3 separate regions of the Gossypium arboreum genome follow, and regions 2 and 3 are each linked to region 1. The links are chromatin contacts, called in public Hi-C maps. All regions are on one chromosome and are shown on one strand. Each heading gives the region's core, a stretch centred on a gene start, on an enhancer-like site or on the middle of the called end of the contact. The rest is flanking DNA. Distances are from core to core; before and after follow the strand shown. Region 1 holds the start of LOC108460728 (pentatricopeptide repeat-containing protein At3g53700, chloroplastic). Region 2 holds the start of LOC108458222 (organelle RRM domain-containing protein 2, mitochondrial-like). Region 3 holds the start of LOC108457795 (ras-related protein RABE1c-like).

Region 1 (3,833 bases), core at 685-3,184:
AGGAGTTTACTTGCAACCTCAACTCTACCTGCCTTACAAAGGCCCCCAATCAGGGTCCCATATGTGACAATATCTGGTTCACACCCATTTGAAGTCATGGTTTGGACAATATCCGCTGCCTTCTTAATATCACCAGACCTGCAAAAGTATGTAAGCAAAGAATTGTATGTGAACTTGTCAGGCTTCAATCCTTCCATTAGCATTTGGTCCATAAGCTGAGCCGCCTCTTCTACCCTCCTGTTTTTGCAGAGACCATCGATGAGGGTGTTATAGGTCACGGAATTTCTTGAAACCCCTTGAAGCTCCATCTCATCAAAGATTTCCTCTGCTTCTTGGATCCTCTTGTTTTTGCAAAATCCATCAATCAAAGTATTATAAGTAATAACATTCCGAGCACAGCCACTTGACTCCATTTCTTTAAGCAGGCTTAAAGCTTCCTCTAGTTTCCCTCTACAACAAAAGCTATCAATCAACATGTTGTAGGTAAACTCATCGGGTTGGCACCCTTTATTCTTCATCTCCTCAAACAATTCCAAAGCGAGAGTATGATTTCTCGTCAGGCACAGACCTTGTATCAAAGAATTAAATGTGCAAACATCAGGTAAAATCCCCTTACTTGTAAGTAGACGTGCAAGCTCAGTGGCCTCTTCAATTTGGTTCTCCTTACAAAGGGTGCTAATCAAAGTATTATAAGTAACAGTGTTAGGCGAACAATCCCTCGAAACCATTTGGTCTAAAACCTCCACTGCCTCCTCAATCTCACCAATTTTACACAATCCCGAAATTAAAGAATTGTATGTGAATGCATCTGGATCAAACCCTTCTCGAAGCATCACATCCATGATTTCCAAAGCATGTTTAACAAAACCTGCCTTACACAAACCATTCACCAACATATTGAAGGTGAACTGATCGGGGTAAAACCCATCATTCTCCGACATCTCTTGTATAAAATCCAAGGCTTCCTCAACCCTACCTTCCTTACAAAACCCGTGTACCAAAACATTCACGGTCACATTAGTAATCGGACAACCAGCCTCCACCATTTGTCCCCTAAACCTCAAAGCACCATCCATATTACCTTCATCAATAAACCCCTGAATTATGGTGGTAAACGTTTTCTCATCAGGGGCTAAACCATAACTAGGCATTTCTTCCATCATCAAAATGGCCGGCCTAATTTGATGCGCATTACACAAAGCCTTAATCAATATGTTGAAAGTAGAAACATCAGGCTTAATCCCTCTACTAACCATCCCATCATGAGCAATTTCTACCAACTTTAACTTGTTCCCATCAACCAGAACATTCAACAAGAAATTATAAAAATGGGTATTGGGTTTTAACCCGAACTCACCTTCCATCAGCTCAACAACATGGAGAATTTCATCGTACAAACCGAACTCGGCATAACTTTCGATAAGAATTAAGAAAGTACCTGTACGAAGCTCACAACCGGAGTGCTTCACTTGTTGTAAAATAAGCTTTATGGAATCGAAGGAGCCGAGTTTTCCAAGCTTGGTGAGGAGTTCCTCGTAGATGGATAAGTTGGGGATGAAATTGGGTTGCTTAGAGGCCCAATCGAATAAGCGAAGAGCAGAGGACTCGTCGTTTTGGCGGCGGAGGGTGTGGAGGAGTTGAGTTGGAGTGAAGTCGTGGGAGAGAGGGAATTGGGTTTGGTTTGGTTGAGTAGATGAGAAGGAGATGGAGGAGAAAGGTGAAGTGGGTTTTTGGAAGAAAGGGAAAGAAGGAGAGTAAGACCAAGGGTAGCATCTGAAACATGTAGAGGAAGACATGTGTGTTATCTTTGCCCCCTTGAATTATATGTGTTTTGTGCTAAGGAAGAGAGAGATTCAGCTTAGCATTCAGCAAAGCAACGAGCGACTAAGTAATCCTTTAAAACCGGAAAGACAGACAGACACAGAGAGGAAACAAGAGCGACGCCGTTTTATCGGAGTTTAGCATTTTAGTGTCTGGCCCAACAATAAAAAGAAAACCCATTTCAGTCTCTCAGCATTAATCCGCCAATGGCAAGTTTTGGCCCATCTTATGGGGAAGATAAAGAAAGAAGGCAACTTAACTTTTAGTTTTATTTGAAAACCCAGCTTAATAAATAAATAAATAAAAAGATTATGAATGCCTAATATTTTTTAGCAAGTAAGATTTAATAATTCTTATTTAGAAGTTTATATTTGGATATGTTGCTTGCAGTTTCACCTGAATTCTATTTCTTACAGAGTACAGTTACATCGTAATTTTTTACCTCACGTTTGGTAGTACAAATTATAATATACAATTATATATATTAAAAATAATATTAATTATTATAAAAACTATCAATACGATAATTTTTTCATTAAATGATTAAAAAATAAAATTAAATAACCATATGTACTATATTAGTCTAATAAAATAGTCGATAATACACTTACTAATAAAAATAATAAGAAAAATAAACATTTAAATATATATTTTGTAACACTTTTTATAACACTTTTATAACATATTTTACAATATACTTTTTTCTGTCATAATTTTAGAAATGTTTTAGAATTTAAATAATATATTTTTATTATAATTTTATAAAATGAACATAAATTATTTTTATAATACAAACTTTTAATATTTATAATACAATTTTAGAATTTTTTTGTCATAACTATCCTAAACATTTGTACATGTTCATACTTATAATATAATTTTATAACTTAAACTTGTATAAAAAATAATTTCTTAAAGTTAAAAATATATAAGTATTTAGAAAGTCATAGGATAATTGAATTTGGATATAATTACCTAGGTAATTAATCTTATTCTCATTCTCTCTCTAAGAATTGAAAAGTGCAATTGAAATTTAATGAGATCCACTAATTACAAAGGTTACTATAACATACCATTCATGTGTAGTTACAAATAATTACACCCAAATTCAATTACTAGATAATTTTCTAAATACTACCTAAAATTTGGTGAATTAGATTAGAATTAAACTTAGTTTTTAGTTTTTGGTAGGGATGTTAATGGTTGAATTTAGTTGAAATAATTTTTTTTGAATAAACAGACTGAATTTTATAGAAATACTAAAACAATCCTGGAACAAAAGAGAAAGTCCAACAAATGTCGATTAAATCCAAAACAGAAACAAGGCCTAGTAGATAAAGGCCTACATAGTAGAAAAATGAAACAATAAAACTAAAGGAAACCTAAAAACCGTCTTTTTTTTTATAAAATTAACCTAAAAATTTAATTAATTATACAAATGACTTATTTTTTTGATTAAATACATAAATGACCTAAAATCTATAGTGAAAGTTGGTGGAGCCAAAGAGTTTGGCGCCACTAACATGTCACATCAGCAACCGAGATAAAAAAATTAATTTTTTAGTGGAACTATGTAGAATTGTGCCACCTGTATAAATATTAGAGAAATACTATAATTTCTAAAAAATGATGGGACTTTAATAAAAAAATTGTATTTTCTGGCGGAGCCAAATAAATTGGCGCCACCAGTTCCCAATCTAATTTTTTTTAAATTTTCTAAAATTTTAAATATATTAAAAAAATTTTAAAAAAATTAAATTTGCCTCTACTTCAAATTTTTAAATATGTTTTAAAATTATAATATATTTAAATATATTAAAATTTCAAAATTTATTATATTCAACATTTTCTTTAACATATTTAAAATTTTAATATATTTACATTTTTAATTTTTTAAATTTTAAATATATTAAAAAAATTCTCTTTACCTATTAAAAATATATTAAATATATTAAAAGTTTAAAATATATTTTAAAAATACATTGAATATATTAAAATTTTAAAATTGGTTA
Region 2 (3,939 bases), core at 1,040-3,539, 260 kb after region 1:
ATTTATGCTGATAGTTTGGTTTTCCACATGTTTTTATTTTATAAGATTTAATTTATTTTAATTTTAAATATCTTTAAAGTTAAATGTGCTAGTTATAAGATTAATATTCGAGAGTCAAAACTCAAGTCAGAGCTAGATGTTAGCAAATTTTGATATAAAAATATTAAAATTGAAATAAAACAAAACCTAAAATAATTCAGATTTAGATTGAAATACAATTTGATTTTATCGATAGTCATAAGATTTTTTTATATATAATTAATTTAATTGGATTGATGATTATAAGATTAATGTCATAATTCATTCAATTTCATTAGCAGTTAAAATTATTTGTACATCATGATGTCATTAAATTCATACATAAATTGATTCAACTATTTAATGATTGTATGAGTCATTCGATTATATTCAGTATTTAGGAAAATGTGTATGCACATAATTTTATTGCACTTGTACATAAATGATTTGATTGGATCTTAAATGTGCGAATAATTATATAATTTATTCAATTATATTTTTATATTTATGATTCTATGATTAATAGTATAATTGCTTCGGTTACATTTATACATAGTTTGATTCAACTAAATAACGATGATATTATTAACTGTATAATTCATTCGATTACTTCCATAATTACGTAAATACAAATGCATGTAATGTTATTACATTTGTATATAAATAATTTAATTAGATCATTGAATGTACGATTAATTATAATTCTTAAAATTAATATAATTCATTTATTATATTTATGCAAAGTTGAATTTAATTGAATTAATAACTATATAATTTATTGGATTACGCACATAATTAAATACACATGATTTCATTATAATCGATTGAATTGTTTCAATTCGTTTAAGTGAAAACTTAATATAATGATTTAATGAATTATAATATTAATCGTGTATACAATTAATTGTATATTTCATTTGTTCACGTTTCTATCTAGCCAATTGAAATTGAACGTTTAATTTAGGGCTGACTAAAAAAAAATTTTGAATAGGGAAATCAGTTAAACCGGTAATTTAGTTTAGTTCGAGTTTTTATAGTTCAGTTTGGTTTTAGTTAAATGATGTTATTAGATCACATCACTTCAGTTTGATTTCGGTTTAGTTTATTAGACACGAAAAGTTTAAAAATAAAATTATTCAAAATTTCAAAAAAGGTTTAGTATTTTTTTACATATAAGTCTAATATCTAAACTTATTTAAAACCCAAAACAAAAATCATTGTCTCTAAATTCTTTATCCTTTTATATATTTTATAATTAAATAAAAATAAAACTTAAATCTAATTTCAGTGTCAATCTCTCACGAATTCATTATTTATTTATTATTTTTGTGAAAACTTTTAAGAATTTAAGTGTTCATCCCTTTTTTACTTATTATGTATTGTATTCTTTTCCTATTATTATTATTGTTAAAACTTTAAAAAAATTATTATCATTATTAACATTTTCAAGTTGGGTGCTTTTTTTTGTTGTCATTACACCTTAAGAATTATGAAATATAAATAACTTAACATTTTATTATATTAAGTGAAAATTGAAATTAAATTAAAGTTTTATTAGATTTTTAATAAATATTTATAATTATAGATTTTATAAATTATTTTTAGATAAATATGTTAATTGAGATTTTATGTGTAATTGAAAAAATAAAATTGTCAAATAGAGTCTAAGAAACATAAAAAAAATTTATCTAATTAAAGTTAAAAATTTAAACCCAAAAATAATTTTATCTAAATAAAGTCCAAAATTTCAAAATTCAAAAATAATATGGAAATCTGAATGGAACCAATTTAATATAAATTGGTAATGACCGGTTTCTTATGTTTACTTGGTTTGAGTTGAAAAAGAAAAAAGAAAAATCAAATACTCCAGATGGATCTAATTTATTAAGTCACAATTAATTATACAATACATTAGATTTAATGTATATTCTATTGTTTTGCAATTGTAATTCATTATATTACATCCGTATTTCAACTAATTAATATAAAAGAACTTAAGTCCTTCAAATATTAGTGAAATTTGGTTGGGCAATTATTTTTAATTTTATTTATTTTGAAATTTCCAATTGTTTTGTTATTTTAATATTAAAATATATAATCATTCATTTTAACCAAAACAAAAAGTGAAAATTTGTTATTTACTAATCAAATTACAAGTATAAATTAGTTATAAAGTATTTATGCTATTAGTCAATGCAAGAATATTTATCCTTAAAGAATTTTATTTCCCTATGTTATAAAAATGTTAGAAATAAAATTAGTTTATTATTACTCCAAACTTGGAAAACCGTCACGTCTATGCGTGGGTTTTAGTCCTCTCAACATTTTAAACTCCTCCTATATAAACCCTTAAAACCCTAACCTAACCTAATTTGGCTCCATTTTTTTCAACGGCCGTCGGCTCTATCGTCTCCTTTCCGATGGCTTTGGCTTCCAGGCTCCGCCGCGTCTTCACCGTGCCTTCCACTCTTTCTTCTCAGTTCGCTTCGATTCGTCTGAATTCGACTCTCACTTCCCCCAAGCTCTTCATTAGCGGTACTTTCTCATTTCCTTTGTTCATTTATTGGTGATTCCTTGGTTGACATTTTCATTTTCTTATTGTTTATTTCAAATTTAAAAAATTGAGATTTTGATTGGGTTAATGAAGAAGTAAAAGAAAATTGCATGAAAAATGGAAAGCCTCTTGTAAAATTAGGGGAAAAAGTAATTTAGTAATCCAAAATAAATGCCTTAGTAAGATGCAAAGAGAATGCTGAGGAGCGAAAATTAGAGAATGTTTCCCTTTTTCTATTGAATTAAACATAAAGCATGCATCTATTGGGGCTAATCAAGGTCTACAGGCATAACCCTATTATTATTACAAACTACCATTTCTAATAGAAGATGAGCTAAAAGTTTGGGGGTTTTTTTTCTTTACCTATTTAGTCTTTCCACTAATAATTTAGCACGTGCCTTGCCATTTGTATGAATAATTGCAGTTACTTTAGTGGTAGATGAATAAAGGATTGAAATAGAAGTATCTATGGTGTTGTGGCATTATGACACTGTGCCTTTGGACCTTCCCAATCAAGGGTTTCGGAATCATCTTTTGCGGTTTTAGCAACTGAGGAGTCCTTGAAATGCAATTGTTGGTTAACAGCCTTTAGTCAACGTTAGAATCTAGCATGCACTGAAATAACATTCAGGATTACTTTTTGTTTATGTTTTATTATTGCTGTTATGGTAGCATTTGAATGGGAAATTTTCATGTATATCATGTTCATCTGAGTCAGAAATGTGGGTGAGATGAAGAACAAGCAGCATTCGTGGCAGGAAAGCTCTGACATTGGGTTTGTCTCTGATATTATGTGGGTCAGATGTGTATTCCCACGCAAGTTATTGAAAGTGAGATTTTGTAAATGTATATGAACAGAAAGTAAAGCTCCTTTTGTCCTTTCATATTCACCTTTCCATTTAACCCAGGATATTGTCTTTGAACCCTGTATAAATAACTAGAGCTGGCATTTACTTTAGCAAACCAGAAATAAGGGAAAGGGTCTACTAGGTGCCCACTAGAGTTCCCTCATGTGCTTCATTTTATTTCCGGATTCAAAGCCTCTTTGCTATTTACTGAAGTGTTTCTGAGAACTCCTGTTGACATCTGAGATTGTTAAAATTAGGATGCGGAGAGCATTGAGTCTAGTGTGGATGGTAGTAATTAAAGGGATGAAACGCTAATTTTATAGCTCAATGGCATATTGAATCTCACATATCAGTTCTCCAACAATTGGTGCGCATTGATATTTTAGCTAGAATTATCCTTCTTCTCCTTAAGGTGGTTGTGTTCATCTGGAGTGAAACAAAGAAGAGAACTTGACATTATTTTCTTGTTCTTAAATATCTTTTTTATGGTTTCTTTCATCATTGCCTGCTGACACTTTT
Region 3 (4,126 bases), core at 571-3,070, 330 kb after region 1:
TTTATTTTTAGTTTTTTAAGAATTTATATTTATTTCAAATAATTTTATATCTTCGCTTAAAACACTGTTTATGATGACCCTCCACTTTATATAAACCACGTAAATCGTCCAACTCTACCATCATCTTCCCCTTGTCAACTAATTGTAACGCTTAGTTGATGTTTTTGAACTGCTCTCTAGACCACCATATAGTTCAACATCTTTTAATCAAATGAATTGCATGTTTAACTTGCAAAAACAAAATTAATTTAGAGAGTCAATTTTTCCCATGCAAACTAAAATATATGGTCCGTCGTAGGAGTGTTTATAGTTCGGTTAAAATAGAATTATTGATCAAGTTGATCTAATTCGGTTAATCGGTTAGTGGTCGAATTTAATTCAGTCGATTAATGATTTTTTAAAATTTCGATTATCGGTTAATTCGGTTCAATAAGATATTAACCGAAATAAATAATAAATAATATATATTTTATATTAGCAATGTATTTGTTGAACTATTATTTTTATATTAATTGAAATAAATAATATATATTATATATAATATATTTTTGAACTATTAAAAAAGAAAATAAATATTAGCAATGTATTTTTTATATTTTTTAACTAAAAGACAAAAATATATAAATTTTAATTAACCAATAGAATTAATTGAAATATTTTAATTCAATTAATGTATTTAAAATCTTTTTCGTTTCAATTAACAGTTAAATTTTTTTTACATTTTAAATAATATGATTCATGGTAATCCGATTCGGTTATTCAACATCCCTACCGGTGGATTGGATTTTCTACATATAATATACTTCCTCATGCCCATACTGATTTCATATTCCTTTCCATTATATTTATTTACCATACCCACCACTAACCATATATTCTTCACTATCCTCGGTTCAGGTATAATATTTCTGGTAGCCTGCCACCAACATTATTATTATTCTTTTTATTTATCACCACATTTTATTTTATTTACAAACTTCAAACCATGTGTAATCAGGTTTAGATTAGCAAATTTTTGATAGTCAAAAGTAAATTATATATTCTTACAGATTGTAAAAATATAATTTTATTATTTTAATAATTTATATTTTTATAATTTTTAAAAGATTAAATTAAATTTTTATTATTTTTAAAGAGTTCAAAGTATAAAATTATTATTATTAATTTAAAATTTTATAAATTATAAACTAATTTAATAGTTTATATCTTTATATTTTTAAAAATTAAATTAATTTTTTATATTTTTAAAGAGTTGAAAGTATAAATTTATTATTATTAATTTAAAATTTTATAAAATTATAAAAAATTAAATGAATTTTTTTACTGTCCTGCTAACCCTTGACTTCACCACTGTGTAATAAATATCCTTTTAAGCACTAGCAGAAATTATTAAAAGCCTTATTACTAAAATATTCCATCTTTAAAAGATATGCACATAAAATTATGTATCTAAGTGGATGAGTACTTTTTTTTTTTTTCTTAATATAAGAGCAAGTTAATTAGTAGTTTTTATGTATTTGGCTTCTGTTGGTGACTTCCTATAAGGCAGGCAAAGGCTTTGGTCGAAAATATAAAATATGATGCTTAACCTTTTAAAATTATAAATGGAACATTAGCCTATTGTTTATATTCCAATCGAAATCTAGCGTGAGTACTAAGAATTGGGTTGAGATGGATTCTTCTTAGATTAGTTTTATTTAATATATTTTAATCTCAATTCATTTAAAAAAAACAATTATACATACAATCACAAATATATATTTAATTAACTAAAATTAAAATATATAATTAGAAATATCTCCCCATACATAAACCCGTTTCTTTTAACATATAAAATATGGGTTGAATTTATAGATGGAAATAATGATTTTTAATATCAAGTAGATGAAAGAAAAATCCTTGCCCTAAATAAAATGTAGGTACATTAATTAGAGTCGCTGCATCATCCTCGGTGTTAGATGCCAAAATCCAGCGCATCTATCTCCGACTAATCGGTGCCGTTTAACTAACAGCTTTAAGGAAGCCTAGTCGTTATCTTCGATCACCTATTTTCTGTCCGTTGACGAATTAAAAAATAAAAAACCGTCCGTTGGATCCACCCATATCTCATCACCCAATATTAATCCAACGGTTAGGAGTCGAATCCAAAACTTATTTCTTGAATATACTTTCTTTTCAATTTTTCTTTTCCTTTTTCTCTCTTTCTCTAAAAGAAAGGTTTTCTTCAATGGCCGACCGGTGCTGACGTACCAGAGGCGCTTCCCTCCTCATTCCTCTCATCTCCTTTCACCAGATCCGGTACTGTTTTCCGTTCAATTCACTGAATCAATTTTAAAACATTCATTTCTATTTATTTTTTACCTTTTTTTTCGTTGATTATTAACGTCTCAGCTTTCCCTTGCCTTTCTTTTCTTTTTTGTAGGGTTTGTTTTCGATAAATTTCTTCTGTTTCCATGGCTGCTCCACCTGCAAGAGCTCGAGCTGATTACGACTACCTCATCAAGCTCCTTTTAATCGGCGACAGCGGTAACTATTTATTTTTTCATTTTCTCGCTTGATAGTTATACGAATGTATTTGCTCTGAAATTGGATCTACTTATTCAATCTACATTTTTGTGAGAAATGTTTGTGTTATTTTTAAGTATTTATTTATTTTTATTTCCTAAATATGGAAAACCAAGATGTGAGATTGTCATTTGCATTTCAAGATCTTTGCCTTAGATTAAGCTTGATTTTTATTTTACAGATGATTTTGATACGATTTTTTTTTTCGTTAAGCGATGTTGATTTGAAAAGAAAAAGTCTCTTATATTGCCTTTTATGGTGAATATATGCTAATGGTATTTTTGGTATTGTCTTTTAGCTTATATTTGATAATGTATTCTGTCTTGATATAGCTTATCGCCATGGGAATATTCTCTCTATCGGTGCTACTGATTTTGAGTATCATTGAGTCGTAGCATGCTCATTTGCAACAGGAAACTGTTTTTTAATGGTCGAGCATATCATCAATCCCTATACTTTGGCAAATTTTGAGAGTTAGTTATTGTAAGTTAGAAATTAAATCCCCTAAACTTTTTAAATTTAAAAATTTAAGCCAAATTGTTGACAACTTTAGTATTTTCTGTAAACATTTGCATACTATAAGGTATACTTAATAATAATTTACATTTACTAATGTAGTCACCAATTGGATTAGGATTTTTAAATAAAAAAAGTAAGATGATTTAACTTTTAACTTTTTAAGTACAAGGACTAAATTTCAAACTTCATTCAAGTACATGGACTGATGACATAATTTGACCTTTTTTAATTCACTTGATTAGTTGCTAGAGATAGTTATAATTGTCTATAATTAGGGATTAATAGTTGGTATTGTGGTGATTTTAAAGGAGGTTTTCTTGATATTCACACTTTCTTTTGAATTTGAATTCTATTTACTTATGCTGTTGTGTGCTTGTCAGGTGTGGGTAAGAGTTGCCTCCTTTTGCGTTTCTCAGATGGCTCATTTACTACTAGTTTTATCACGACAATTGGGTAGCTCTTTTTTGTAATTGCACTGAAGTGGTCTTCATTTTTTTATTACTATGTTTCTACTAGGAACATGTTGTTTAAAGGTAGTGTTCACTTTGGCAGAATTGACTTTAAGATAAGGACTATAGAGCTTGATGGAAAAAGGATCAAACTGCAAATTTGGGATACTGCTGGGCAAGAGCGGTTTCGAACAATTACAACCGGTTAGTTTTTGGGCTTTGAAAGTGTCACTGACTAGAAATACATGTCTGGTCAGAATTATAACATAATGATTGACTTTATGCTTGGTCTGTTAGGAAGTCATGGGCTTTTGCGCTCGGTGGTGAAATTTTATGTCTGCTTAGTCTTTTCTTCCATGCCCCAAACATGGTTGCTTGCTCCTTTTTTCTAAAATACTTATCTTGTTTTATCCTTTTGGAATGTGCCTGTGGGTTATTCACTTTATTTTAGTAGCTGCAGATGAATTACATGATATTTTCATTTTGTGCAGCTTACTACCGTGGAGCCATGGGTATTCTGCTCGTGTATGATGTGACTGATGAGTCATCTTTCAATAGTAAGCACTGAACTTTTTATCATTGAAAATTTGAAA

The links. A called contact is a pair of places that touch in the nucleus more often than the background predicts.
Region 2: a Hi-C map of leaf shows a contact between it and region 1, with 3 times the contacts expected there. The contact joins the promoter of LOC108458222 here to the promoter of LOC108460728 in region 1. A contact is called at or near these places in 2 of 5 Hi-C or Micro-C datasets (both in leaf).
Region 3: a contact with region 1 is called in a Hi-C map of leaf, with 1.8 times the contacts expected there. The contact joins the promoter of LOC108457795 here to the promoter of LOC108460728 in region 1. A contact is called at or near these places in 2 of 5 Hi-C or Micro-C datasets (both in leaf).

What each region holds. Positions count from the first base shown.
Region 1 is chr4:103,077,082-103,080,914 of ASM2569848v2, reverse strand. LOC108460728 (pentatricopeptide repeat-containing protein At3g53700, chloroplastic) reads right to left here and starts at 1,934. Exons shown (of 1, transcript XM_017760339.2): 1 at 1-1,934. The coding sequence starts at 1,796.
Region 2 is chr4:102,818,312-102,822,250 of ASM2569848v2, reverse strand. It overlaps LOC108458222 (organelle RRM domain-containing protein 2, mitochondrial-like), which reads left to right and starts at 2,289. Exons shown (of 3, transcript XM_017757535.2): 1 at 2,289-2,553. The coding sequence starts at 2,439.
Region 3 is chr4:102,746,212-102,750,337 of ASM2569848v2, reverse strand. LOC108457795 (ras-related protein RABE1c-like) reads left to right here and starts at 1,820. Exons shown (of 9, transcript XM_017756940.2): 1 at 1,820-2,298; 2 at 2,423-2,526; 3 at 3,465-3,537; 4 at 3,637-3,737; 5 at 4,025-4,090. The coding sequence starts at 2,454.